7 separate regions of the Mus musculus genome follow, and regions 1, 2, 3, 4, 5 and 6 are each linked to region 7. The links are chromatin contacts, called in public HiChIP or PLAC-seq and promoter capture Hi-C maps. All regions are on one chromosome and are shown on one strand. Each heading gives the region's core, a stretch centred on a gene start, on an enhancer-like site or on the middle of the called end of the contact. The rest is flanking DNA. Distances are from core to core; before and after follow the strand shown.

What was found. Promoter capture Hi-C pulls out the DNA fragments that hold promoters and counts their contacts. HiChIP or PLAC-seq counts read pairs in DNA pulled down with a chosen protein or histone mark.
Region 1: a promoter capture Hi-C map of hippocampal neurons shows a contact between it and region 7, with 6 times the contacts expected there. The contact joins the enhancer-like site here to the promoter of Tmem232 in region 7. A contact is called at or near these places in 12 of 39 promoter capture datasets (the 3T3-L1 cell line, the HPC-7 cell line, cranial neural crest and 7 more) and 1 of 115 datasets of contacts at active chromatin or transcription factors (embryonic basal ganglia).
Region 2: a contact with region 7 is called in a promoter capture Hi-C map of embryonic stem cells, with 5 times the contacts expected there. The contact joins the promoter of AU016765 here to the promoter of Tmem232 in region 7. A contact is called at or near these places in 9 of 39 promoter capture datasets (the 3T3-L1 cell line, the HPC-7 cell line, cranial neural crest and 5 more) and 3 of 115 datasets of contacts at active chromatin or transcription factors (embryonic stem cells and large pre-B cells).
Region 3: a contact with region 7 is called in a promoter capture Hi-C map of hippocampal neurons, with 6 times the contacts expected there. The contact joins the promoter of Dreh here to the promoter of Tmem232 in region 7. A contact is called at or near these places in 1 of 39 promoter capture datasets (hippocampal neurons), 1 of 15 datasets of contacts at CTCF or cohesin (large pre-B cells), 2 of 115 datasets of contacts at active chromatin or transcription factors (fibro-adipogenic progenitors and large pre-B cells) and 1 of 9 other capture datasets (adipose tissue).
Region 4: a contact with region 7 is called in an H3K27ac HiChIP or PLAC-seq map of embryonic stem cells, with 3 times the contacts expected there. The contact joins the enhancer-like site here to the promoter of Tmem232 in region 7. A contact is called at or near these places in 2 of 39 promoter capture datasets (frontonasal cranial neural crest and hippocampal neurons) and 2 of 115 datasets of contacts at active chromatin or transcription factors (embryonic stem cells and large pre-B cells).
Region 5: a contact with region 7 is called in a promoter capture Hi-C map of second pharyngeal arch cranial neural crest, with 8 times the contacts expected there. The contact joins the enhancer-like site here to the promoter of Tmem232 in region 7. A contact is called at or near these places in 4 of 39 promoter capture datasets (the 3T3-L1 cell line, embryonic stem cells, hippocampal neurons and 1 more) and 1 of 115 datasets of contacts at active chromatin or transcription factors (large pre-B cells).
Region 6: a contact with region 7 is called in a promoter capture Hi-C map of hematopoietic stem and progenitor cells, with 3 times the contacts expected there. The contact joins the enhancer-like site here to the promoter of Tmem232 in region 7. A contact is called at or near these places in 7 of 39 promoter capture datasets (the 3T3-L1 cell line, 3T3-L1-derived adipocytes, cranial neural crest and 3 more), 1 of 484 Hi-C or Micro-C datasets (cortical neurons) and 2 of 115 datasets of contacts at active chromatin or transcription factors (embryonic basal ganglia and forebrain).

What each region holds. Positions count from the first base shown.
Region 1 is chr17:64,577,681-64,581,426 of GRCm38.p6, reverse strand. No RefSeq gene overlaps it. Among named protein-coding and RNA genes, the nearest start is that of Man2a1, 22 kb to the left of the region's middle. Within about 2 kb of position 1,511, at least 48 of the 459 cell types and tissues checked have an H3K27ac peak or open chromatin away from gene starts, as enhancers often do. A contact at or near this core is called in hippocampal neurons, where this site is marked.
Region 2 is chr17:64,554,225-64,558,259 of GRCm38.p6, reverse strand. AU016765 (expressed sequence AU016765) reads left to right here and starts at 2,670. Exons shown (of 4, transcript NR_045899.1): 1 at 2,670-2,856.
Region 3 is chr17:64,765,619-64,769,172 of GRCm38.p6, reverse strand. It overlaps Dreh (down-regulated in hepatocellular carcinoma), which reads right to left and starts at 2,062. Exons shown (of 2, transcript NR_105051.1): 1 at 1,829-2,062; 2 at 1,242-1,734.
Region 4 is chr17:64,871,986-64,876,089 of GRCm38.p6, reverse strand. No RefSeq gene overlaps it. Among named protein-coding and RNA genes, the nearest start is that of 4930583I09Rik, 38 kb to the right of the region's middle. Within about 2 kb of position 2,094, at least 31 of the 459 cell types and tissues checked have an H3K27ac peak or open chromatin away from gene starts, as enhancers often do. A contact at or near this core is called in embryonic stem cells, where this site is marked.
Region 5 is chr17:64,642,319-64,646,129 of GRCm38.p6, reverse strand. All of the region lies in intron 4 of Man2a1 (mannosidase 2, alpha 1), which reads right to left. Among named protein-coding and RNA genes, the nearest start is that of Man2a1, 43 kb to the right of the region's middle. Within about 2 kb of position 2,364, at least 23 of the 459 cell types and tissues checked have an H3K27ac peak or open chromatin away from gene starts, as enhancers often do. A contact at or near this core is called in second pharyngeal arch cranial neural crest, where this site is marked.
Region 6 is chr17:64,620,713-64,624,443 of GRCm38.p6, reverse strand. The region is part of intron 1 of Man2a1 (mannosidase 2, alpha 1); the gene reads right to left. Among named protein-coding and RNA genes, the nearest start is that of Man2a1, 21 kb to the right of the region's middle. Within about 2 kb of position 1,948, at least 106 of the 459 cell types and tissues checked have an H3K27ac peak or open chromatin away from gene starts, as enhancers often do. A contact at or near this core is called in hematopoietic stem and progenitor cells, where this site is marked.
Region 7 is chr17:65,538,780-65,542,691 of GRCm38.p6, reverse strand. It overlaps Tmem232 (transmembrane protein 232), which reads left to right and starts at 1,910. Exons shown (of 15, transcript NM_001008973.2): 1 at 1,910-1,982.

The sequences.
Region 1 (3,746 bases), core at 262-2,761, 960 kb after region 7:
AGGGCATGAAATAAGCAGCAAGCTTGGCTTCGAAGCCATCTTGCAAACTGTATGCCATCCAAGTCAGACCATATGCCTTTAAATCTAGATGGCTTCGTCTCCAAGAGAAATCTAGCTGCTGCCTCAGCACCAGCATGGCAGGAGCCTTCAGCTGAGGGAGAGAGGCAGTTCAAGGCAGCCTGAGAAATGCCTGCTAACAGGTGTGCCCGCATAACAACTAACAACTAACAACTCTTAGCCATCTCATTTGGGATGACTGTTCTGTTCAGTCAACAAAAACCTTCAAACTGGCAGCTCAAACCAACGTTGCCCTTAAGTAGCTCACTGTGACATCTGGGGTAATCTTTGTCTAGGAAACTTCACCACTACTTTTCCCCCTGACCTCTTCAAAAAGAAAACTCCTCCAGTTGGCATTTAGTCGAGGCTCTGCCCCACAGTTACCTGGCAACATCCAGGTGTGCCTGACTCACTATAAAGGGGGCTGCTTGCCCCTCCTCTCTTTCTTGCTGTCCTCTTACTCCTGTTCCCCCCTCCTCATCCTCCTCCCCCCACCTCTCTCCATGTGTTCATGGCCAGTCTCTCTCTCTCTCTCTCCTCCCCCCCTTCTCTCAGATCCCCTCCCCATACCCTGAATAAACTCAAATCTGGAAGGGATGCCTCAGCATGGGCCAGCAGAGGCACCCCCTTCCCCCACACCTTATAGCACCTCCACCAAACATATTCCTTCTCTGCTTATCTTTTTATAAAACACAACACCACACACACACACACACACACCCCTACTCCACATAGGGACGGGCCTACCCCTGTGCCTGACCCCTAAGCATAGGGTGCAGGCCAGCCATGAACATGTGACAAGAAGACCAATCTGAGCCCAGATACGAGAGGGAGTCTTTCACCCTTGGGATTAACTGAGTTAGGAGAGTGGGACCACGAGTATTCTGGTGGTCTTCTTCCCATCAGATGAGGCGTTTCAGTGGACAAACACCATCAAGAATGGAAAGGAAAAAAAATGACTGGGAGGGAGGGAATGGGGGTGAGTGCAAAACAGAGTCCCAAGGGCACTGCAGAGCTCCCAAGCCTGTTGGTAGCTCAAGTATCCGGATGAGCCAAAGATGAGTTAAACAGCTCCTGGCAACATAGGAGAGGCTCAAGAAATGTTACCAATAGTCCACTGTTTGTTCTCCTTGTTTGATACATTAAAGCCATCCTATCTTGTCTCTCTCTTAGCAAAGCCAGTGAGACAGAAGGGAAGTAGATAGGCCTGCTGTCCTACCTCAAAGCAGAGCTCCCCCGAGTCTCATAGATGGTGGCTGTAGCCCAAAACATCTTGTCCCACTGTGCTCACACACTCAGACTCACACACTGGTCCCACCATAATCAAGGAAAACGTTTCGGTTTTGTTTTTTTTTTTTAAATGACACCTCATTTCCTGGAAGAGGAAGGAAAAGAATTAGTTAAACCCGAAAGTGGAAACCGCGGCAGGAAGTGGGTTACATAAGCACTTGACAGGCATGTGGTTTTCTAAGGCTATGAAGCGCCAATCTGTGCTCACTTGGCTGTTGGCCAGCCGCACCATCCTAGGAAGCAGGCAAACTAGAGTGTTAAAAATACAAAATTTATCAACTTGACAGTGTTGAACCTCATGAAAACAAGAGATCGTGGCAGTAATTAGTGTTAAATATTAATTGTGATTTAAAATTCAATTACTATAGGACAAGTGAGACCATCATTAATGATGGTGTCTGCAAAATATACATCTTGTCACCTCTATACATTTGGGCAGATAAACCATTTGCTTGTACAATAAATGCTATTGGTTGATGATCCAATTCGGTTATTTTTGTCATACAATCTGTGTGGTACAAAAGTCTTAAAGGTAATTCCTAAGATCTTATGTTTGTGATATTTTCAGACTCAATAAGCAATGCCATAAAACTATACAATTTAGAACTGAAATGGATCTTACAGGCAAAAGAAACTAAGGTGGAGAGAGGATTAATGTACTGGGAAATGGCAGGGCTGGGACCTCACGTCGTGTGTCCTTGATTTCAGCTGGACATCTCTCTTTTATACCCTATCTCGAATAAGCCATAACACAGAACATTAGTGACCTAGAGGAAAAGATTCCTAAAGTCAACTTGTCTAACTTGTTCATTTACAGGTAAAAAATGGGGCTCAGAAAATGAGGTTCCTGAAAAGGAGCCAAGCTAAAAATATTGATTTCTACAACAGTGTAGAAACATGTTCATCAAAAGGCACAAAATATCCCACCATTTAATTTCTGCAAGAGTGGGGGGGGGGATGACAAATACCCCAGCATTCCTAGGAAATTCCTAGTGATTTGCCAGGCCAGTTAGGAAGATTTGTGAGAGTCACAGAGTCTCACAGTCAAGCAAGTGCATGATCGAATATAAACAGCTGAGCTAAAAACTAGAACCTCCCACAGGCTTTTGGTGTCTTCCTTTTTGTCCATACCCACTTAGATATAGAGACTGCAGCTATTTCTGAAAGTAAAACTTGCCTGGCTTCAGCTAAATAAATAAATAAAAAACAAACAAATAAATAATAAATGTTCTTAAATAGCCCAAAATATCAAGTTCCCATTCTGGTTGAAGCTCTTAATAGTTCTGCTCTGGGGCTGTGGGGTTAAACTCTGCGTTTATCTGTGCATCTCTGCCTCTTTCCATTTCCATATAGGATATGTGTGACAAGTGGAGATTCCCGAAGACAGTCTCAGCTCCCTCCACCCCACCTCCTCTCCCCACTCCTCCCACCCCCGCCTCTGAAAATTAGTGGAGTTAAGTCATTCTATCTAAAGAAGAGAAGGAAGATTAGAAGCAAGCCCAAGAGTTGCCTGTCCGCCTACAGGAGAACATTAACATTGTTAATGTGTTGGAGGCTTGGCTTGACTCCCCAGGGAAATGGTTGGTAGAGGCAGAAAATGTTTCAATCCTATCTTAGCCAGGGGGAAGGGCATACTGGTTACTGTTTGTTTTATCTTGTTTTCCTTTGCACTATCTCAAAACCTCTCGGTTTGGCATTACTAACAACAAAGAACAAACAAATGTCAAATCAGATTAAGGAGGAATTACCAACTGCTTGCTCTCTTCAAGCTTCCTGCTAAAACCCTACCAGATGTTCAGAAAATAATACTGTCCTTGCCCTTAAAGAGTTCATGGACCTGTTAGAACAGGATACTTAATAACAAAAGTGTCCCATAGATGTGTTGCTTTTGGGTAGCAAGGAAAGAGCAGTAGTTGTGAGTAAGGAGATAGCCCCGGCCCCAGGATGAAGGGAGTCCCTTTGAGCTCCCTGTGACTTAAACAGTTTTATTTTGTTTACTTGCTTTCTTTCACCTTCAAGGACCAAAACTCTTCCTGTGACCTTCACAGTACATCCTCACATCCTACACTCCTAGTCTTTTGTATTGGAAAGCAAGATGCCCAAAGTCTTGCAGAGATGATGAGAAGGAGCCCGTTCTTCATTTCTTGCTTAACACACTGTTGGCACAGGGAACAAAGAGACTCTGGCCAAACCCTCCTTTGATCCTGATGCTGAGCGATTAGGTTGAAATGAAATGTGAAGTCATTGATCTTTCATTCTTTGAGAACGAGATGGTGGCTGTGTTGCTTGTTTTTTTATTTTTCTATTTCCTCGCTCTGTGTACCTTGGTCTTTTATACAAATAGTTCCCCTGTTGGGCTACCTTATTTGTTCTTCGGTTATATTCTGATTTGCCTGAGT
Region 2 (4,035 bases), core at 1,421-3,920, 990 kb after region 7:
TGGAAGCTCAGAGTGTCGATTCTTATTGGTTAGTGATAATGAACAAACTCAGCCACACAAGAAAACCACACATGATCTCCATTTTTAATAATATCAGGCCTAGAAAAACACTGGCATCATTTTAACATCCTGATTTCAAAGTGAACAAATAAATCCTACGTGTAAATTTACTAGGACAAAAAGAAGATCAAGCATTTGGAAATGCAGGCTTATCAACAAAACCATTTTCCCTCTGTGCATTTATGTGCAGAGACTCGGGAAATGACTCTTGAAAGTTGATCCTGTTCCATGCCAAGACCTTAAAAAAAAAGTTCATTCCTACACAACGCCATCCTGCGACTGGTTTGTCTTTATCATACCTCTTCATAGATGAAAGGCCTGAGAAGATATGTCATCTGTGGTCAACACCTAACTGGGGCAGATGCAAGACCAGAGTCCGGGCACTGTGAAGCCAGAGCGGCGACATACATCACATTCACTGAGAACACATAGCTACAATTCTGCTGGAGCTGAGCAGAAGCAGAACATGGAAGGCAGGTGGCTGGCATCCAACCGGGCATGCTCAGTCCTGCTGGCTGTTTCATTTGCTTCTCCTCTCTCTCTTTTACTTTCAGGCATCAGCTTCAAAGTGAAGGAAGTCAGCCATGATTACAGAAGGAGTCAGAGTGCGGAGCAGGTCCCGCCCCGCCCCACCCCCCACCCCCACACTCACCCTTGTCCCTTTTCCTACCAATGCCCCTGCCTCCATCCCTGCTGCAGTTCTTCCCTGTATCCTTAAATGTCACTCTCCAATCTTTCTGGTAAAGGAATGTTTCTGGGGAAACAGTGGTAATTAAGGCCCACAGAAAACCAACCGAGTGCAGGTGGGGCGCTAAGTACTCCACGCAGAACCCTCCCTCTCCTCCCTCCGGCCTATCAGCCTAATTCCTATCCTACCTCAAGTAGGAACAGTTACTGAGAAAGCCTAGAGACCGAGGACTCGTTCAAGATCAAGGTTAGCATGTGAAGGGCCCAGCACATAGGACAAATGATTTGACCTCTGACCCCAGAGCCTTTTCTCTGCCGCAGCGGGATCAGAGCGGTTCTTTCTCAAGAATCCCAGCACCTTAAGAACGGACTGAGATTGATGATGATACCATGTCAGACACCCGAGTCAGGAAACTGGGAAAGGCAAGAGGTTGCTGTGAACTGTATTTATCAGTCTTGTTGTTCACACAATTTCACTGAACTCCTAAAAGCCCTGAATGGTAGGTGTTATTATCCCGTCTGCGAATGAAGAAATAGAAGCCTAGGAAAAGTAAAAGCCCTGCTTCGGGCTGTAGAGCTGGTTTTCAATTCTGACTCCTACTGTCTCAAGGTGAATTATGGTACTTTACAGGTCACGGGACCCTGGCCCGTGCGTCGGCTCCTTTGATTCCCGTGATCCCACTGGGATGGACACAGCTTGATGACGATGACATACGTTCTAATTCATAAAACCACCAAGGCTACAGGAGGCTGTGAGCTTCTGAGATCACACAGAAACCGTGTGGCTGAACTAGAAGCCAGGGAGGGCTCTGAAAGTTGCCAGTGTTTTCTCCCTAGCTACTGAAATGTATTGTCAGATGTCCATGAACCTGGGCAGGAGATGAAAGAGGCAGAAAGCGAACTACCAGCTAGGAGTAAAACCATGAGAGGATGGGTAGGTAGCCAAGGAGGCAACCTATCACAGGAACTTGTTGGCAGGCAGGATGGAGCCATGGGGAGTCTGCCTAGGCTCAGAGTTTTAAGCAAAGGCCAGAATAAACGTGCATCCTGTCTCAAATTCATTCATCTGCTCAACAAATGGATCCCAAACACATGTCAAGCAAGGAGGTATTCAAGAACCAGTAACGCAGACAGCTATCAGCATGGTGGGAGCCATCGCCTCCGAGTCGAGCCTAGATCTTACACTCCAGGGATGGAGGACAGCTAGTTTGTGTAGCATTTGTTATATATATAATTATCACTTAGGGCTGATGGCAAGTCACCAAGTCATGCCAAATGACTCATAAAATTCCCAAAAAACTTACATTTACAATACCACTGAAACCATCCACTTCTTACTATGTATGTGACTTATGTATCCGTTGAGTAGGTAGGCAGTTCTAAAGGGGGTTGAGAACTGTTTCCAGGTGAAGGGAGTGGTGTCAAAGTTGGGAAAGTGTAGTGATTTTAGTTTTAATGTAGACAGTTTTGAGTTTTAATGCAGTAGGAGGTCAGAAGAACCCAAAGCATACCTAGAAATGCCTACAGGTAGTGCTAAAAGGAATATATCCCAGGCCATTTATCCTTACCTAAACAAAGAAACAAAACTAATCCAATAACCAAGAAAACAAAAACAAAAGCCTCCCACCATCACCAATAACAGACCAAATCCACAACAATAGTATTTATAGAAAAAAAAAAAAAAAAAGAGGCAAACTAGAGGATTCATGAACTACCTACAGCTTTAGCCAATCAACCAGTTGACATTTTAGCTTAACTAGTTAATTGCTTAAAGCTGATAATGATTGTCCAAAGGGTTTCCTACCACCAATCAAATTCAGTTCCTCTGATTATTCTGCATTGGTTGGTCCAGAACCTTCTGGGTTCTTGTTTTCCAGGAGAAAGGGTAGAGTATTACTCAGCACCTGCTAAGAGTCTAGATCCTTGCTCTTCCTGACTCAGGAGACAGACGACTTCAGTAAGTCCGACTTCCCTCCCGCTGTTCTGCTCCTCCAGGCTCACTTCATCCAGCCAGGTGGAACTTGATGACACATGATCCCACACAAGAATACACCGAACTGAGTCTTACTGAGGATCCGTGCTGGCGTGGACTGGAGCTGAGGTCAGGAGGTGAGAAGCTCACTGAGAAGAGGAGGCAGACAGGTGCCTCCAAGGCAGTTGGGGGAACACCAAACCTCTTCTATCCAGCTTGATTGTTCTGCCTGGGGCTGGCAAAATCTGCACATTCTAAGCTATCAACAGATATAGAGGGCTAATGAGAAGAGATGCGGGTCAAAGAAAGTAAGGTAAGATAAATGGGAAGGATTTCCTGCCTCCTGTCTTCTCTAAGAACCATGCAAAAGGCATTTGACAGCAAATAAGAGTGTACAGCTGTTATGGCTTCCCATGGAGATTAAAGGCCAGTCTTGGCAATACTCTGCCGTACTTAGCAGCATGTGTGAAATCACTCATGGAATGCTTTTCACTCTGTGCATTTTATCATTTTTTTAAAAATCCATGGTATGAGACTGAATTCTTTGTCCTTGCGGTGAAGTGAACCACCAGACTGATTTTCAATGATAGTACAATTTCTGCCTACCTAAGGAAGGAAGGGAAAAAAAAAGTTACAAGTGGTGTTTGGTTCTACTTGGGAATTTCTGAAGGCCTTCTAGGGTGGGGTTTACTCATGGTGGTTGATAACCAGGAAATGCTCCATGCTCATGGGAAATTGGTCACATGTCTTGGCGATGACAATATAGTTAGTTGGGGAGGGGGTGTTAACTCAGACTGTGTAAATAAAACTGACTGAAATCTTTGGGATTGGGTAAATATGTCAAAGAGACAAAGTCAAACAAAAAGGTCTCAGAAACAAGCACCCATTGCCAAGAAAGATCCTCGTCCTTGCGGCACCGAAGCGTGGTGATCAATGACAATGCAGAGCTATGATGACGCGCTGAGAGGATGCTAGTGGGGCCTGAAATCCTTGCCAGCCTTGAGCTTCAGCATCCTCCCGTGGCCAGGCCCATACACACCGCAGCTGTCAATCATCACCATCATCTATTTGGTGTGTCTGACTGTTTGATTCCACAATCTGAATTCTTGATGAAACAATAGATTCTAGCACATTTCCAGCAACCCATGATGATTCCCAAAACACATTTCTGATCATAATTTTTTTTTTAATATAAACATCTTTCAATTTATAGCTACTTGGGCCTATTTCATTTCTTTTTTCTCTCCGGGTCACTAGAACTATGATATATATATATGTGTGTGTGTGTGTGTATGTGTGTATGTGTGTGTGTATAT
Region 3 (3,554 bases), core at 813-3,312, 770 kb after region 7:
TACATGGTTTTGCTTCTTCTATTACTGTGTCTTTAAAATTCAATGTGTACTTTCCCCTGACATCTTTCCCCATCTCTTTGCATTTGGTTACTATTGTTACATATAAACATGTGCTCACATGTATGTACACATGTGAATATATACATACAACATGCTGAGCCTACTTAATGCTGCTCAGACGCCTATGGTTTGAGGCTGACCACTTAGTGTTGAATGGCCAGGACATCTGTTGTGAAATTGTGTCTTCTATATAGGACAGAGAAGTTTCATCCATGAAATGTCAACAATGTGGTAGTCTACACCAGACCTGAACGATAACACCGCCAGTCACATACCAACAAGGGCACGGGAAATACCACCAAGCCCCACCCCTAGAAGAAGAGTCACTGGCATTTAATTACTGCTGGCACCTCTAGTCACAAGGAGCATCACAAGGGCTCCACTGTCATGACTGCGTCTCTCTAAATGTCACATTGTAAGTTAGTCTCCTTCACATGAATTTTGGAGAAACAAAACAGTAACTCTATAATATTGAATAAAAACATGGATTTTAGGGTTATAAATATTAACATATAATTATCAGATTTTTCTACATTGTGTAGTCTTGTCAAAGTCTTTGAAGCATCTAATTCCCTGCATATTAGCATTAGTACCTTATTACGGCTTATTTTATTATTCAATAAGTTAGGGGGTAAATGTATTATTTTGGTTTAATTTGCATACTTTGATTACTCATGAAGATAATAACATGTTTATTGGTGACCTACATTTTTTATCTAGGAATCTCCCATGTATATATCTTCAGTCAGCTTGCCTGTGTTACCATTTTTCTCATTGATTTTAATAAATTCTTTATACATGAGAGAGGTCATGTCCTATTTACTTTCTGCATTTGTGTGTTGCTATGACAACTAGATGTGACCTATAATACTCAGGGTATTCTGAAGCACTTGTTCCATGTTGTCCCTCACTCAGCAGGTCAAGCTCACTGAAGTCAAGATTGCTTATCCTCATTTTTGTCCTCACAGTGACAGTTTCTGTCTTATAGCTGGTATACCACATGTGATTGTTAAATAAACTAATAACACATATTGAAAATACCTCTTCACTTTCTTTTGTCTGTATAGCATCTCTGGCAATATCATTTTTAATTCTTATCATCAAATTAGTTATTTCTTTGTATTGCTCAGGCTTATACCAAGGTTAGAAAGACCTTTATTCTCAAGCAATTAAAATATTTTCTTTTTATTTTATTGTACTTATAACCTTGGTTATTCAATTGCATCTTTAGTGTACAAATCAACTTTCATCTGTTTGTGACAGGCACTCAGTTTCATTTGTTTTTCTAATCAATGCCTTACTATTATTGAGTGATCACCTCTTTACAATCAGTATCAGATGAGGTCATCATATCCTAGCTTGGACTCATGTGACAGTGGCACATTTTGGTATCTGACACATTTGCGATGGGTATCTCTGTCTGTTTTCTTCTTTCCTGATTTCTGCTCTTTGCTGTGTTCACGTAAGAGCACTTTCCCGGTGACCAGAGTTTCAGTTTGTCAACTTGCTGCTGGGTCTGCCAGTCATTTCCTACAGGGTAAGCCAATAAGCAGTGCACTGGATCACAGAAGCTTAATTTTCAGCCTGGCTTCTTAGCTCTCAGGCTCCATCGTCATACAGGGCTGACCTGCTTCATGGCTACTGTGAGACTAGGGAGCGGGGCATCATCTGCATCTAAGAGGTAAAAAGCTCCTGGTGAGTGAAAGCCATTCATAAATCCCATTAGGGACAACACCCAGTGATGTCATGTCTGGGAGATCTTACTCACCATAGCTGAATGGAGAAGAGTGTCATCATTGTTGTCGTCATGCACAAATGGAAGTGAATCCTTGAAAACAGCTCCTGTTTCCCTTCCAGATATACTCTAAGCTCCCGAGCATTACACACACCAATCGAAGCTGATAGTGATTTTGAAGGAGCTCTAGCAGGCCTGAGGATGGCAATCATGGCTCTAGTAGGCCTTGCCCTTCTGCCTTGCTAAAAACCATTAGATTATAGTCCTGCAACTAGCCCTCAAGGTCCATTCCCTTATTTCACCTCTTCCTCCCCGGAGGCTGAGTATCAAAGTTCAGCCTCAGTATTGAAGTCCAGCAATCAAAAGCCTCCCTTTGGCCACCTTAACAAGCCCAGTGGGAAAAAAAAAAAAAAAACAACTCATCCTAACATGGGGGTTTTCACAATTTCACAACACAAACTACCATTTGTCTATGGGTCATGTCTGTTTTCTCTCTATCCAGAGGCTGTCGTTTGCACGACACCCTAGACAAATTTCTCTCTTGTCCTCTCCCTCCTGCCTTTGTCTCTTATTCCCTGCCCTTTGTCAAATCCCCTTCGGCACTGCCATTTCCTAAGGGAATGGTGTAAGTCATGAGGCGAGCACAGCTGTTTTGACAAGGTACCAGCAAAGCTGAGTCACATGCTATGAGTCTGAAGTCCTTTACTTTTGGTTCACATCTCTGTGTGTTAAACTTTTGGGGGGCGGAGCTATAAGCACGACAATCCACCCAGGTCTTCTCTGACAAAACTGTTTATGTATTCTGCTAAGAAAGTCCTCATGTACCAGCCCCTGCTCTTAAGGAAATAACAACCCTAGTGGACCCTACTTGGGAGTCTTCCCTGTGCCTTGGAGATTGTTATCTGTCTCTGGGTAAATTCATGAAACAAAAACAATTAAGAATTGTTTAAATTCAGAGGGGCTGACAAGGCTCAGCAGGATAGGAGAGATGACAGTAAATCAGAGCAAAGAACTCCTTCTACAAAATATTTAGAATTTCTTAGAATTATAACATACAAGAAAAGAGACTATACATACAAAGCCCCTAGTAAGAACTCCATAACACAAGCTAGGATGACTAAGATAAGATGATAGCATGTATAGGTGATGTAAGAACAACATAAAAGAACCTAAGAAGAATAAGGCATTAGGATTTGTCATTCTTGGAAAGAATGGCTCACACCAGGCTGCTGTATTGTTGATTAATGTAGAAACAAAAGATTGTTTTATTAAACAAATTCTTACAAGATTATAAATAACTGCAACAAGACTCCTAAGCCCAAATTCTCAGGCTTAGGCAAATCTGCAAGCAATATAGCTGACCACTAAAAGTTGATAATATACCTCTTAAAGCGGGGTGATTCACCTAGACTGACTCAGATTCTATCCATCCTCTATCTATTCTCATCTTGAAACCACTAAGTGCTGCCAGCTTGAGAACAGTCTGTTACATGCTTGCTTGCTTGCTTGCTTGCGCTAAAACGATTTTTAGAATTTTAGGAAAAAGGATATGGGGTTGATAATAATAAAACCTTTCTACCTGGGCTTAACCTGCAACCCTGGGCATATTAGAAAAGTATGATCAGAATACATTGATATGATCTGCACCTATTGAAGTCATGAATGTTTTAAAATCTGTGTAAGTAAAGAAACTTTCTGATTGTCAGACAGTCAGAAGTTGCAAAGCCTCCCAGTCTTGGCGTCTGACTCATCCCTCCTC
Region 4 (4,104 bases), core at 845-3,344, 670 kb after region 7:
TCACTATCAGAGCGCAGCTACCCTACACTGTCAGTTCCAACCTCCCAGTCTGACAACACTGTTTGATTGCCCTTAGAGTTATTCTTTAGATGCTCAATGGCTGGGATAAATTCAGGGACATTGAGAGTATAAAAAAATTCTGTTCAATTATTTTAATGTATAGTTTCCCCCCTAGGAAATAATTTGGTGATAAATTAATTTTTCTAAGTAAGTTCAGTAAGCTGCAAAGATGATAAAGTTGTCTTAAATTGGTTCCAGGTGTCAACCTTTCTGTACAAGTTGTTAAAGCCAGAATAAGCTATGACGGCAACAAAGGAAGGGGAGATGAAGATGGAGAGTCCTTCTTTCAGTAGATTTTTGCCCTATTCAAACAAATTATTTAAATATGTATCTTTTATTTGACCAAGGAATTATCTCATATGAAAGATTTCAAAGGTGTAAACCTTCTTTTTAAAAATGTCATTTGATTCAGGATGACCACCACCTATGGGGATATAAAGCTCTGTATAGATTAGTCAGGTCTTACATGCTTCAAAGACATTTTAGAAGCCAAGCTGATAAAAATCATTTCTAAGTGCGGATTCTCATTCAAGTAACGAGTACAGAATCAGGCTGCATTAATAACGGAAAGGTCTTACGTGACTAAGTATATACCAAAGTCTGAGAGTTACTGTAAAGCCAGATTAAAAGTGAATGCTCCTGTGGCCATTAGTATGCATCACCGTCTTCCAAAGGGAAGGCAGTGCTAAGAATGGGCTGCTTGGGGCAAGGATGGTAAGCAGCTGCCCAAGGACAGACACAGGTGGACAGAGACCACAGGTGGACAGACACCGATCACAGGTGGACAGACACCAATCACAGGTGGACAGACATCACAGGTGGATAGACACAGGTGGACAGAGACCACAGGTGGATAGACACCAATCACAGGTGGACAGACACCAATCACAGGTGGATAGACATCACAGGTGGATAGACACCACAGGTGGCAGACAACACAGGTGGATAGACACCACAGGTGACAGACAACACAGGTGGACAGACATCACAGCTGGACAGACATCACAGGTGGATAGACACCACAGATAGACAGACACCACAGGTGGACAGACACCACAGGTGGATAGACACCACAGATAGACAGACATCACAGGTGGAGAGACACAGATGGACAGACACCACAGATAGACAGACACCACAGGTGGATAGACACCACAGACAGACATCACAGGTGGACAGACACCACAGATAGACAGACATCACAGGTGGACAGACACCATGGGTTAGGGTTCAACACTCAGTGCTTATGGCTGAGGTCAAGGCACAGAACTTCTTAAGACTTGATCAACATATATGCTGAACCTCATGAAGGTTTCAAACCAAGATAATAAGGTCAGACACAAGATGCTCAGCCTAAGCATCACTTTGATGTTGATCTAAACGCTAAAACTATTCTATCTGGATATTCCAGAGGTTGAAGCTGAGGGGTGGGTAAGAGCCTGTCTTTGTGTTTCCAGTGTAGACCAGAGCTGTACTGTGAGTAGAACCTTTTCTTGCCTTCTTTTTCTATTAGGCTCACACTAGTGGTCTAGGAAGCAGGGCCATCAATCAAGAGGCTGCTGAGTTGGTGGGCAAGGAAAAGCATTCACTCTTGGAAACACGGGAAACTAGGGTGGGCTTCGGGTGCAGAAAGATATTGTTAGTAAACGGTGTGAAAACAAACACAGGGCTAGGGAGTTGTTTAGTATCAAGTCTTCAAATCCCTCCCATAAACTATGGTAAATAATTTTGGGTTTATCCGGACTGTCTCCAAATTGAGGCAGGATTTGGGAAGAGTACCGATGATGTCTTGGTCGTTTCCAGAGGAAAGACCGTTTCACTTGCTTCTTACTATGTCTCAAGACATATTTCATGTATGTTTTATTTAGAATTTTATAATGCTAGAAACATGATAACAAAGGGATCTCTTAAGGAGAACCCTAACTCTCTTCAGAGAGTTAAGAACGGATTTGCACGATCTCATTTAAGGTCTATAATCTGCAGCGTGAAGCCATGACAGTAGCTGCAATTCCCCATACCACCACTAGCAGGCACTGAAGTGTTGAAATGCTGAAGTAGGGCTGGAGAACTAAAGATCTCTTTGTTTTAGCTCCTTTCACGCTTCAGGAGCCAATGCAGAAATGAAGAGGGACCTAATCCTGTCAACCAGAACAACTCACCCTTCAGGGCAGACATTAAGACAGGTGCAAAGTGGGGTGTTTTAACTCCTAACCCCAAGGGCTACAGTCAGCTCCTGAGCAGTCAGTTGGAAAGCGCAGCTTTCACTGGCTTTATTTGTTATGCTTATATTCTTTGTTCTTCTAGTTTCCCTTCCCGCAGGGAACAGGACTCCAAGCACAGAAGGATTCTCCTTCCTGTTCTCTGAGGAATTTCTTGCAAGAGGGGACAAAACACTTCATTCTATCCACAGTGCTTGGAGAGACAAAAGCCCCTGAGGGAGCTAAGGTTTCTAGCTAAAAGCCTCCCAGAGCTGTTCTACCAGTCTTCGCCTTTCCTCAACGATGTCCCTGAAGGTCCACTGTAATGTGCACACTCAAAGGATTCCTCTTCGTACACAGGAAGGGATGTAAATGGGAAAGGGCAGACTCAAGGACACAAGGACATCTTGAGCAAAGAGAAGGACAGAGTCAGAAATTGAGAGCTTCCTCGTGCTTCCCATCAATTGCTCTCCAAGTAGACCACTGATAGGGTTAACTCTAAGAATATCCCCCCAAAGGACAAGAAATGCCCAGAAGGGAGGTTTTTTTTTTCACCTACCTGGCAAGGTTCATGCCAAGACTATTATGATCACTGAAGGGGAACAAAGGCATAAAATAATGCTTTGCCAGGAAATCAAAGCAAGAGAAAAAGCCCTGCATAGCTATAATGAGGTATCAGGCCTCACTGTATTTCAAATTGAGGTTTCCAAAGTAGTTTTGTTCTCTTTTTAAAAGGGCTTAATTATACTGATGCTCTCAAAGAAGCACGTGACAATGGGTTTATTAGCATGTTTTCCAGAGAGCTGAGCTGGTATGAGTTAGAAACTAAACCAGTTTTATTCATATATTATATTATATCATATTCATATATGTGAATATATATTCATATATTATATCATATTCATATATATATGTGTGTGTATGTGTATATAAAATTTGGAGTTCTATTTTCAAACTCTGAAAGTGGGAGTATTCATATTTATAGATCCCCATGTCCACATAGAAATATGGAAATATGTAGCAAAGCTACCAATGTCTGCCTTTGGCTGCATTTCCAAGGAAGAATCATTCATGCACTGTACGAAGTACCTATAGCTGTTTTTTGATTCATAGAGAAGAAACTTAGAAAAATACAGAAATTTAAAACGGTATCAAGGCATGTATTTGTTGAGTTTTTTTCCTTAGATTTATGAAATGGTGCTTTTTCATGATAGCCTACTCCTCAGGGAACCCATGCAAAATAATGTTTAATTAAAACAGAGAGCAACCAACATGGACTGCCAGATATTAGCATCAGTAACTTACCATACTAAAAAGAGGGCTTTTTTCCCCCACTGGGACTTTGCCAATCAGGCCAGGCAGAAAACATTCTCCAAACCAAGACCTGCCATGGGAACCTCTCCTCTGTGTCTGGAGGTTGGAAGTCTATGCTATAGCTGAGATGTTGCAAGGCTTGCTATTCTGGTGACAGCACACAGGGAAGCTACATTTCTAGGATGGGGCAGGATCATTCATTGATTATCAGAGAACTGTGTCTTGCTTAGGAAGACAACCCAGAAAAGGCAGCTGGAGCTCATAGAGTTTTGAATCCCCATAGCTCATACCAGTTAACAGCCAGAGTATCATTCTGTATTCCCAGAGGACCTGAGGTGCATCACAACTCAATATTAATAGACCCTGGGGAGTTGATAAAGTCACCTATGGTGTCACACACCAAACCTTCCCAGCCTGAGTTGAACTCTAAGGTCCTATTTAGAAAAGTACCCCATTGGTCACTCTATCTTTGATTTAAAGAAAAGGACCCAGTTATCACTACTTAGAGGGCAAGATGTGGAGGGGAGATGAT
Region 5 (3,811 bases), core at 1,115-3,614, 900 kb after region 7:
CAGTGGTGGCATATGCCTTTACTCTCCCCACTCAGGAGTCAGAGGCAGGCTGATCTCGGAATTCGAGGCCTGGCCTACAAATAGAGCTCTAGGAAAGCCAGCACTAGCCAGAGAAACCCTGTCTGGAAAAGCCAAACGGAAGTGTGTTTCACTAATTCACCTTTTCTTGCCAAATAGGATTCTATTGGTGTGTTAGTCTACCATCTTGATTGCAGACACCTGAACCATTTCAAGTCTGCTGTGAATATGAAAAGACTCTCTCTCAGGTCCATTTCTAGATCAGCTCCTCACACACAACACATATGGTCATTTGGAAGTCTTTGGAAGTCACCCCTTTAAGTTCCAACAGCAAGCCACTACCATGTTCACATTGTTGCACCTTCTCCCCAACCTTTGCTGCTATCAACATTAACAGCCCGGAAGGGTATCTTATATCCTCTTTGGTGAGGCTGCACCTAGCCAATCTCTTCCAGTGTCTGAGGTGCCAAGTTCTCGCCCATCACAGTTTTCTCCTCAGAACCTCCAGTGTCTTCCCCATCCTCTCACATCTTCTCCTTGACTGGGGTTTTAGTCACATCCTGAATACTGCAGGCTTCCAAACCTCACTGAAAACAACATGCTTTTATAATGGTGTGCTTAACTGTGCCCTCTTTGTTCACTGAGAGCTTACCCTGGATATTAGCACAGTAAATATTTGTCCAATGAAGAACATAGTCAGTAGGGGAAGGCTTCTGAGGTAAGATAATACCTTCCCTGAGTCATGGGAAAGATTACGTATGAAATTACTCAATGCATAAAACAATAACGCGTATGAAGACAGCAGCAGGTCGGTATGCCAGAAGTCAGGGCATTAAGGAGGCATACATAAGGGTGAAATGTAAGGTGGGAGGCAGCCAGAGACAAAGGCAGACACTTGAGAGCTGAACAAGACATCGACGTCAAAGACTGGGTGCACTTTGTGACCTTTGAGCGTCACTAAAGCACCTTAGAGCATAGACATAACAAGGGGAGAAAACTGTGCTGATAAAGCAAAGTGCAGGCTTGGCAACAGGAAGACAACTGGGGATGGGATTAGAGGTCTGAGTCCAAGAACCCAGAGCAGGCTGAGCTGAGATTCCAGCCTAACTGGGCAAGGCACTGTGTTCTAGGGAAGCATCCATGCTCTGGCCCTTCCTGCATGCCCACTAACTAACAAGACACCTGGCCCTTCCTGCATGCCCACTAACAAGACACCTCAGGCCGTAAAAGCCAGAGGTTTGCTGAGGTTTGAACACACCTGGCACACAGCACACACTCAACAGGCTTGGGATCTTACCAAACCATTAACCACGGAAGATGAAGGAAGTCAAGTCTGGGCTTTAGACTCAGGAGTACTTCCAGTGCTGGTAACAGCATCCTGGAAACAAAGGTGGGCAGATGTCTACAAGTTCGAGGCCAGTCTCGTCTCACAGACAGGGCAACTAGCACTAACACAGAGAAACTGTCTCAAAAACAAAAACAGTGACTGGACATCCCAAATCGAGTGTCACCTCACAGGTGAGGAAGCAGTCACTTCAGAGCTGCATGCTCTGCTCTGATGAAACGCTGCAGGCTCCTCACACCACTGAAATCTGCAGCTGACTTCAAACTTCACAAAACACACTGACTTCACGCTCTCTGCAAATTTTACAGCAGCCTTTGATTAAACCCCATAAAATCTGACCGGTATAAATGTATAATAATGAGTCTGTGTAACAGCATGAATGGCCCATTTTTCTGGGAAAACCCAAAGTGTGCATGAGTTAAGTCTTAGGATTTAAGCAAGAAGCATCAAATGCTTCTAAGCTCAGTGAAATTTTTACTTAAATACAAAACTGAAGAAAAGGTAACAGGGTGCTTAGAATATCAGATGAAAAGCCTGTGCCTTCTTGGGAAAGTGTCAGAGCACATAAATATGATAAAAATACAGTCTACACTGACTGATGCGCAGCAAACACAAAATGTATATTTCACAACATACACACACACACACACACACACACACACACACACACACACACACAAAACAAAAAAACAAAAGCAAAAACCAACACAGTGTAGCTGGTCAAGACATGAACACACGATGTTTCAGGTTCCAGCCAGTCAGCGAGTTTCTGCACTAAGCACTGGTCATGACAGCAGAAAGAGATGCAGCATAGAGACCATCCCACTATCTTGGGGCCCAGGGCAGAGCTGTCAGCCAAAGGAAAAGCTAAGGGGCAACACTTGACAGCATCAGTCAGCCACTTCACATCCCAGCGGATTAGAAACATTACCCAGCACTTCACCACAGACGGCCAAAACTAGCCACGTGTAAAGCCAGGAAGGTAAACAAAACAAGCCTGTACAGAAAACGTGCTGACTGCTTAATGGAGGGGAGTTTCTTTGAAATCCTCTGGACAAAGGCTCCAAGAGGGCACAGCAACTATAATTGGTTAAATTGTTCTGAATTACGAAAGGCAACATGTTCCACATGTCTGCATGGATCTCTCTGTTAGCTAACTTGAGTTTCATTTTTAAAGGTTTATAATGCTGAGTGGTGCATCACGATGAGGGACTGATCGCATGACACGTCTGCTGTTTCTATTAAGTCCAGCATCAATCTGTGCTCTTCCAGGGGCAAGGAAGGCTTCAGTGGACTCCAGTGGAATCCAGAGGCTGCCACACAGCAGATAGCTTGCAAGTTTAGGTTTCAACATTTGCTCTTGTAGCTCATTTTTATAAAGAGGAAAAATAAAACATTGTACAAACATTACAACAGGAGCCCCCAAAATGTTGCCAGTTATCTATTTACTAGTTAAGAATTTTAAATGACGAGAACAAAAATCTGAGGCTGTATTAAGTTTGCTGCAAAATGCACAGACATGGCCTGTTGTTTAGGAACACTGTGGACTCTCAGTTCAAGTAAGAGAACAAATGCCATTGCCCTAGATCACTGGTTCTCAACCTGTGGGTTGGAACCCCCGGGGACAAGGGGTTGGAGGTTGGACCCTTTCTTGGCAGTTGCCTATGACCATCGAAAAGTACAGATATTCATATTATTTTTCATAACAGTACTAAAATTACAGTTATGGAGTAGCAATGAAAATATTTTACGGTTGGGAGTCCCCATAACTGTATTGAGGAACTGTATTAAAGAGTCACAGCATTTGGAAGGTTGAGAACCCCTGAACTAGATCTACAGTCAGGTGGCATAAGTGAATGCAGGTGAGTATTTATAGCTAGAAGAAAATTTCAAAAAATTTAAATAAAACTAAAACTCAAATTTCTGAAAACATTTATATTTATTTATTTATTTATTTATTTATTTAGGTTAAGCAAAATGGCTCCGCTCCCTCCACTGAGCCAAAGAAGCAGCTTCCAAAGAGCTTTCTTAAGACGGCAGACTGAGTGCACCATTACCATGCGGGTTTAAATACTGAAATGAATCATACAAAAGGGACATTTTGGCACCCATCAAAACCAGGCAGATATTAACCATTTTATATGGCATTGCCTACATAAAATGGACAACGACAAGGAGAAAACAAGAGATGAAAACACACCAGGGATGAGCCAAGACAGGACCATCATTTCTCTCTGAGCTCACAGATGACTGCCTGAAAAGCCAGAGTGCTCTGCCATGAACTTGATTCTCAGAGGCTCCAGCACTGTCCCTCTTTTGTAGAGCCAAGTCCAGTAAGAAAGCTGAATGTTGGACACTAACCACAATCTCTTTCCTTTCAGAATTTTCTCCCCATGCACACCACTTTTATCAGCTCCAAACCATGAACCTCCTACCTTGGTTTTCCTG
Region 6 (3,731 bases), core at 699-3,198, 920 kb after region 7:
TGTCCACTTGTATATGCACAAACACACAGCACATGGGCAGCTAGGTCTGAAATACCTTCTTATAGCATAAGACCTTTCTGTAACCACTGTCTTTATCTAATCTTTAAAGTGTAAGACGATGGCCGGGATATTTACAGATGATTTCCTTGTCTCCCCAAATCCAGGCCTAACCGATCTTAGGGCCTCTAGAACCACTACTGCAGATACATGTTATATTCAAGAGTGAAGTTTGAAATTTAAGCAAAATAGACTGGGGTTAATTTGCAGGGTCAAAAACCATACAAGCTGAATGAGAGTGCTCTACCTCCCTTTGTTAACACATACTGAACAATCTAGAAAAAAATCAATTCATCAACTCTTAACTGCCACAGACATAAGCATGCCCTAATAAGCCAGTCAGGGTGCTTTTATTATGCTGTGTGACATGCAGGGCATTTTTGTTTTTAATTGATCCCCACATTAAAAAGCTTGACATCCTTACAACCTTGCTTTCCCAATTCCTGCAGCTAATGGCAGGAAGATCCATCTCTGACTTGTTCAACCCTGGATGCTCAGTTCCAAGTACAGGAAAGATATTCATGCATTTGTAAAATGTTTCTCAATAACTGCTCTGAACTGTAAGTCTAGGGTTGGGAAGAATGCCACACGGTGGGAAGACAAAAATACCTAAGATATATACTGTCATACATGTGTGTGTATGTATGTGTGTGTTTGAATATACAAGATAGCATTATAAGCAACACACATGCATACGCACACACCACAAACATACACTTTAAAATAAAATTAAAAAAAAATCTTTAATAAGTGTAAGAAGAAAGAACCAGAGATATGGCTCTGGTTAACAGCACTATCTACTCTTCCAGACAACCTGGATTTGATTCTCAGCTCTCACATGGTGGCTCACAACCATCTGTAACTCCAGTACCAGGGGACCCAATGGTGGACACCAGAAATGCAAGTGGTATAGACACACGTGCAGTTAAAACACCCATCATAGAATTTGTTCTGTTTTGTTTGGATTTTTTTTTAGACAGGGTTTCTCTGTGTAGCCCTGGCTGTCCTGGAACTCACTCTGTAGACCAGGCTGGCCTTGAACTCAGAAATCCACCTGCCTCTGCCTCCCGAGTGCTGGGATTAAAGGCGTGCACCACCATGCCCAGCTTCTAAGTAATTTTTTAATGAATAACAAAATCTGAAGACCTTACACAAACTTATCTAAATAGAATATTGATGAAAATTGACAACCTGGAGGAAGCAAAAGGAAAGACATAATATCTACAATGGTGCAATTTTGACAAAACATCTAACTAAAACCTACATTGTTTTTAACCTACTGTGAATATTTGTTGGTTTAACAGTGAGTCAAAGATTTAATTATACTCATAAAGTTGGGTAGGCAGATAAAGTGCAAAGAGGACACAGCATAGCCAAGGAGACCTAGGGTCTCAACACAGGACTGACTCTCTGATCATACCTAGAAGAGAGAGAAATCATGTGGGCTCCAGATCACCAGAGCCCTTTAGTGATAAGGTAGCCAGGAGCCTCCAGCCTGCAGCGCAGAACTATAGATGTGGCCCAACACAAAAAGCTTATTTGTTTAAACTGCCTCTAACATGATGAGGTTTCCTGTATGGCTGTTTTTATAACTAGAGTGTACAATTCCAGAGTATAAACATGTAGATTGTAATACCATGGCCATGCCAGTACACTGGAAAAAGGCTGGCCATGCCCGCCATACCAACGAAGGCCACATCAGTGTTGGCTATGAGGGCCAGCAGTTCTGTGCTATGCAAAGACCTAAAGCCCTCTTCTGCTGTGGCTCCCCATGGAACCCGAAAGAATAAAAAGGCTTGAGAGTCAAACGCACGGTGTCTCTGTCCACACTTCCATAGTTACAGGGAACAAATGGGGAGATTCTTCACACATGACCACATCAGAACAGCCTGGAGCTTCCTACAATTGTTCTGACTCATCCTGCTGAGGAGTTCCAGTCTCGAAACCGAAACTCCCTCCAGAGGCCATCGTAGCACCGAGGTCTCAATCAAGCAAGTCCCCATTCTGTGCAGAATCAGACCTTCAGAGCTGTCGCACTATCTCCCTAAAATGAAGCTTTGGTGTGCTCTCAGAGCTTTTAACGATACTATGCGAGGCTGCCTGAGCATGATACACCTCTCCAAGGTTCTCTGTGCTTGGACGAGGTTCCCCCTGGACCCACATCCTTAGCCCAGCTGCCCACTGTAGCTCAACACTCACAGTGAGGAGGGCAAGGAGCAGTCTAGGGAAAGCTTCTGCTATGGGCCTTGCTCCCAAACCCTCCGTGTCAGAGAAAGACTCAGTATAAACATCACCTGCTACGGTTTGGGAAGAGGGAGCCAACAGACATTAAAGGTGGCTTTCACTTTCATGATAGCTCTGAAGATACAATTAACAACCAGTGCCCAGGGTTCTATAGTAACTTAAGTACGGGTAGAAGAGTGTGCCCTGAGGCTCTGTCAGCATTAATGGTCTAATGAAAACCATTTTTAAATTATATTACACACCGGAATAAGGTCTCCCTCCAAACAGCCAAAATCCTTACCATATACCTCATAGGCAAACTCCACCCACATGGCTGGGAGGAAATGGTGTGGCCTGAAGGGATGTACCTGTGGTGTGCATTAAAGAAACAGAAATGATAGATAATGTTTCAATTACGCTGACAGGTCAAAGAATGCTGATAGGAATACTGAAAAAGACAGTTTTCTGTAGGGCAAGAAACCCACTGGTGAGAAAAGCGTGTTATCCTTTGATTTGCTAATCAGTTCTATGGGGAGGCATCTTCAGCCCTGTTCTGCCGGGGAGGGGGAAGAAGGTCATATTTGATTTTTCTCTGCTAGTGGTGAAAGAGAAGAGCTGAGGGAAAAGCTGGCACATATCAAAGACGTTGGGCAGAGCTAATTTAGAGTCTACAACGAGGTAGACCAGGATCGGTGCCCACTCCATCCTAGGAAAGAGATCCATCACTGTCCACAGCCAACTCTTAACACATTACATAATGATCTGCCCCAGGGAGGACACGGGCTGCTGGCGACGAGAGTTACTGTGACCACTCAAGCACGGCTGATTGTGCATCTTCTTCCTTCAGGCTTCACCTGCAAAGAGGGCTGTCTTTCCTTCCACAGCTCAGAGGCCTCACAAGCAGAGGCCAGGGTCCTCCCAATTTCTAAGCCCAAGCCCACCTCTGTCATCTCCTCCGAGGCTTCACTCCTGGGGAAATCCTCTCAAGGCTGCAGGTTCAAACTCCCCATGCCCAGTGGTGTGGCAGTTCTCCTACTCCAACCGACGGGAAGCAGACGGTCTCATAGGCTTATGACATAATGTAGTCTAATATGTTTAAATTTTAAATTAATTTATTATTATGTGTATGAGATTTTTGACGGCATGTATGACTCTGCCCCACATGTGTGTGATGCCCAGGGAAGACAGATGAGGGTATCAGGTTCCCTGGTACTGGAGGTACACATAGCTGAGTCACTGTGTGGGTGCTGAGAGAAGAACCCAGGGTGAGCAGTCTCTCCAGCCCCACTATCTGCATCTTTAAAAGTCAGCCACACCCCTGTGCCTCCCTTAACTACAAGACATGGCTCACCAGGATGCCATTAAACTGGACTCCCAAGGGATCTTGAAAAGGGGCAAAATCCAGCCATCTACTGTACTTCGTAGCTTGGTTAGCTTCTGCTAATCGGTGC
Region 7 (3,912 bases), core at 661-3,160:
AATGTACAGGTTTAAGCCAGGGGAGGTCCCACTCTTCTGAGAAGGGGAGGTGAAGATCCTTAACCAAGAAGTTATCTACAATTGATGCCTCATGTCCAGGAGAAAGCATTTCTCTCCAGCGGAGCCTGTCTGGGTGTATTAACTCCACTTCAAGGCAGACATGAGCCGGCACAAGCTCAGCAGGGTTTTGGTAGCCCTCTGATCTCATCTTGCTTTGGTTGGGCATTTTGTGTTTAGTGTTTTTTTTTTTTTTTTCTTGTTTATTTTGGTTTCTTTCTTTCCATCTTTCTTTCTTTCTCTCTCTCTCTCTCTCTCTCTCTCTCTCTCTCTCTCTCTCTCTCTCTCCCTTCCTTCCTTCCTTCCTTCCTTCCTTCCTTTCTTTCTTTTTTTTTTCAAGACAGGGTTTCTCTGTGTAGCTCTGGCTGTCCTGGAACTAACTCTGTAGACCAGGCTGGCCTCGAACTCAGAAATTCACCTGCCTCTGCCTCCCAAGTGCTGTTTTGCTTGTGTGCTTTCTTTTCTCTTTTCTTCTTCTTCTTCTTCTTCTTCTTCTTCTTCTTCTTCTTCTTCTTCTTCTTCTTCTTCTTCTTCCTCCTCCTCCTCCTCCTCCTCCTCCTCCCCCTCTTCCGTTCTTCTAGTTTTTTTTAACTTTAAATTTTTTTTTTTTTTATATTTTACCATTCTATTGATCTACCTGTCTGTCGCTGTACCAGTACCATGCAGTTTTTATCACGATTGCTCTGTAGTATAGCTTGAGGTCAGGCATGGTGATTCCACCAGAGGTTCTTTTATCCTTGAGAAGAGTTTTTGCTATCCTAGGTTTTTTGTTATTCCAGATGAATTTGCAGATGAATTTCCAGATGAATTTCTAATTCGTTGAAGAATTGAGTTGGAATTTTGATGGGGATTGCATTGAATCTGTAGATTGCTTTTGGCAAGATAGCCATTTTTACAATGTTGATCCTGCCAATCCATGAGCACGGGAGATCTTTCCATCTTCTGAGATCTTTAATTTCTTTCTTCAGAGACTTGAAGTTCTTATTTAAAGAGAGAGAAAGGAACATACAGTTGGGTGGGTAGGTACGGAGATGGGGGGATCTGGGAGGAATTTGGGGATGGAAATACATGAATCAGAATATATTGTATGAAATAATGTTTTTTAGTTAAAAAAAACTATGCTTCACCCTCTCCAAAAGGAGGGGGGGGGAGAGAGAGAGAGAGAATACAAAAGACCTATTTGATAACCTTAGTTCATGCTAACGTTATAGTTTCCACTATGAGTCTCTTTTTTGAAGCACCCAATTATTTTTAGGAAATTTATGTCATAGGAAGATGTACGTACACTGGTTTCCCCATGTAACTAAAAATGTTTTCCGTCAGTACTTCCAGGTGTGAACATTTGTAAAAACCCAATCTTTCCTTTGTTAGTCGGCACAGGTAATCTTACAGGATGTTTTTAAGGCATTGAATTTAAACTCGCCCCCTTGTGGTTAGTATGTGTCAAAACACCCTGGGTATTTGGTGACTCGTATTTGGTTGCTGTGACAGTCTCCAGATTTTCTACAGAAAGAAATTTGCCAATAGCAACTTCTTCCAAAGATATACGGTCTAACAGGGCGTTAGGCATGGAGGACGTGCTGACTGCTGCCAAGGCGTTTTTGCGGCTGCTGGCAGCTACACACAGTACACAAGGAAGTCACGCGGAGTCACAGCTGTGAGCTTTTCGGTCGTCTTAAGCCAACGAAGGTTTTTTGTTTTTTGTTTTTGTTTTTGTTTTTTGTTTGTTTATTCGTTTGCTTGCTTGTTTGGATTTATTGCTTATAATCTGAGTACACGCGAGGTGCGGGTGGGGTAGGGCTGGTGGAATGACAGCTTGTGATTGGCTAAACCCTTGAGACAGTTAAAGGTCAGCCAGCGGGCTCCAAGAGCGACTTACACAGCATCCTTAGCAACCAGCTGGAGAGCCTGGCGGGAGCGCTGGGGTGAGTAATTGTAGCCCCTATTGTCGGTGACTTGGGGAACTAGGATTACGGTCCTATCCTTTAGTAACCCAGACCACAAAAGACCCAAATGTAGGTTGAACTTCACCCCCTCAGAGTCCCAAAAGCCCCGTCTCGAAGTTGAAGAGACTTCTAGTCATTGGGAAACTCCAGACCTATTTACCAGTTTTACAGTATCAGGCTCCAAATTAGAGTCTGTGCCCTGCAACTTCCGCTAGCTCCTTTGATAGAGGCAGTGTTTTGGGGAGAGTATAGAAGGTGGGGGAGCTCTGATAACTGTTCTAGGGCTTTGCTGATCAGTGTTCATGGTCCCCAGCAACTCAGTTCTTCCCCCACCCCGTCTTCCGTCTTCTTACCATCTCCCCATTCTCCTCGTACACGTACACTTTTGGATTTTCAAAGAGAAAATTCCAACATAAAGATTAGTACACGGAAAGGGCAAAGAATAGATGAAAACAAAACAAAAACTCACAAATAACCTAGAAAATAATGGCAAAGTTATCACTCAGGAAGCATTCCTGGAGGTAGGGAAGAGTTGGGTAGAAGTCTATAATTAAAGTTCATCTGATCGATGCCGTCTTCTCTGTTGTCTCTGGTCAGATTCTTTAGAGTTGTAGTTTAAACCTGGTGTTCCCTGATGCAAGCTACATGTCCAAAGGCTTGGTTTAATTTTTATATGACCTAGTTCTCAGAAGTCGCCTTTGAAGTCACATATTCTGAAGCTTGTTTTAATTGAAGCTTTAAAAAGCTGTCCAGAGATTAATAATAACTTTCTAGAAAGAAAAACACACAAACTGCCAAGCAACCAGGCATTTTGTTGGAGCTATTTCAATACGTGCTATGTCTCAGAAATGTTTTGATTTCTCATGTAAGGCTTCAAGGTAAGTGCTAGATTTCCATTTTGCTGATAACTATTGAACATTCCCCAAAATGTATCATTCATATAATTCCAGGAAGTAGTGTTCTAAAAAGTTGCTCTTGTCAATAAATTTGGAGAAAATTACATACATATCACATTATCTGTCATTCAAGATTCATTATATATGCACATATACTAATAACCCCCTAAATCTTACAGCATGTCAGTCTACACAAATTTGTTCCACACTGCACTTTTGGGAATTACTGTTTTAAATTAACCACACTGTTGTTTCCTCCTCCTCCTCCTCCTCCTCCTCCTCCTCCTCCTTCTCTTCCTCTTCCTCTTCTTCCTCTGGGTTCATTTCTTCAAATATTTCTGGTTGATTCAGTTTAAGTCCCCACTCCCTCAAATCTTTTCAAAACAACTTCAGCAAGTTAATGAATTATTCTACCCCCACTACTTTGTATTCCATTTCAGCAGTAACATAAACAATTTGCTAACTGTTTAGGACTATTGGTTTCCTGCAGTAACCTAGCAGGTACTTTGTTGAAACTATGATTCTAACATGGTATCTAGCATCTTGCAAAGGCTCTATAATAACTATTTGAATAACTAGAAGTAATCATTAATTTCCCCCTTTATAATGCCTGTCTTGTAGAAGACCAGATGCTTTTAACAGCAGCCCCCTAAATGCAAACCGTGGCCATTTGGTGATGGGAGATGGTTTTTGTGTAGAATAGGTTTGAGTGGAGAGGTGATGGCCTTGGGTAGACCAGGGGACAGGGATCTGTGAATAGCTCAGATTGCTCATTTGTGATTTTTAAATAGAAATCCCAGATTAAGAGCAGCGTTTGAGGTCTGAGAGGGGGAAAGCAACATGTATGGTTTTCTAAGTATCTGTCTACAAGTTGGGAGTCCAAAAACACTCTGAAAAAATAAATTTAGATTTCAAGAGAAGTCAGACTGGAGGTAGAGGCCTGGGATGGGGGTGTCATTAGTCTGTTATACACTTGACGGCATAAGATTAGATTGTGCCAACTCCAGAGAGAG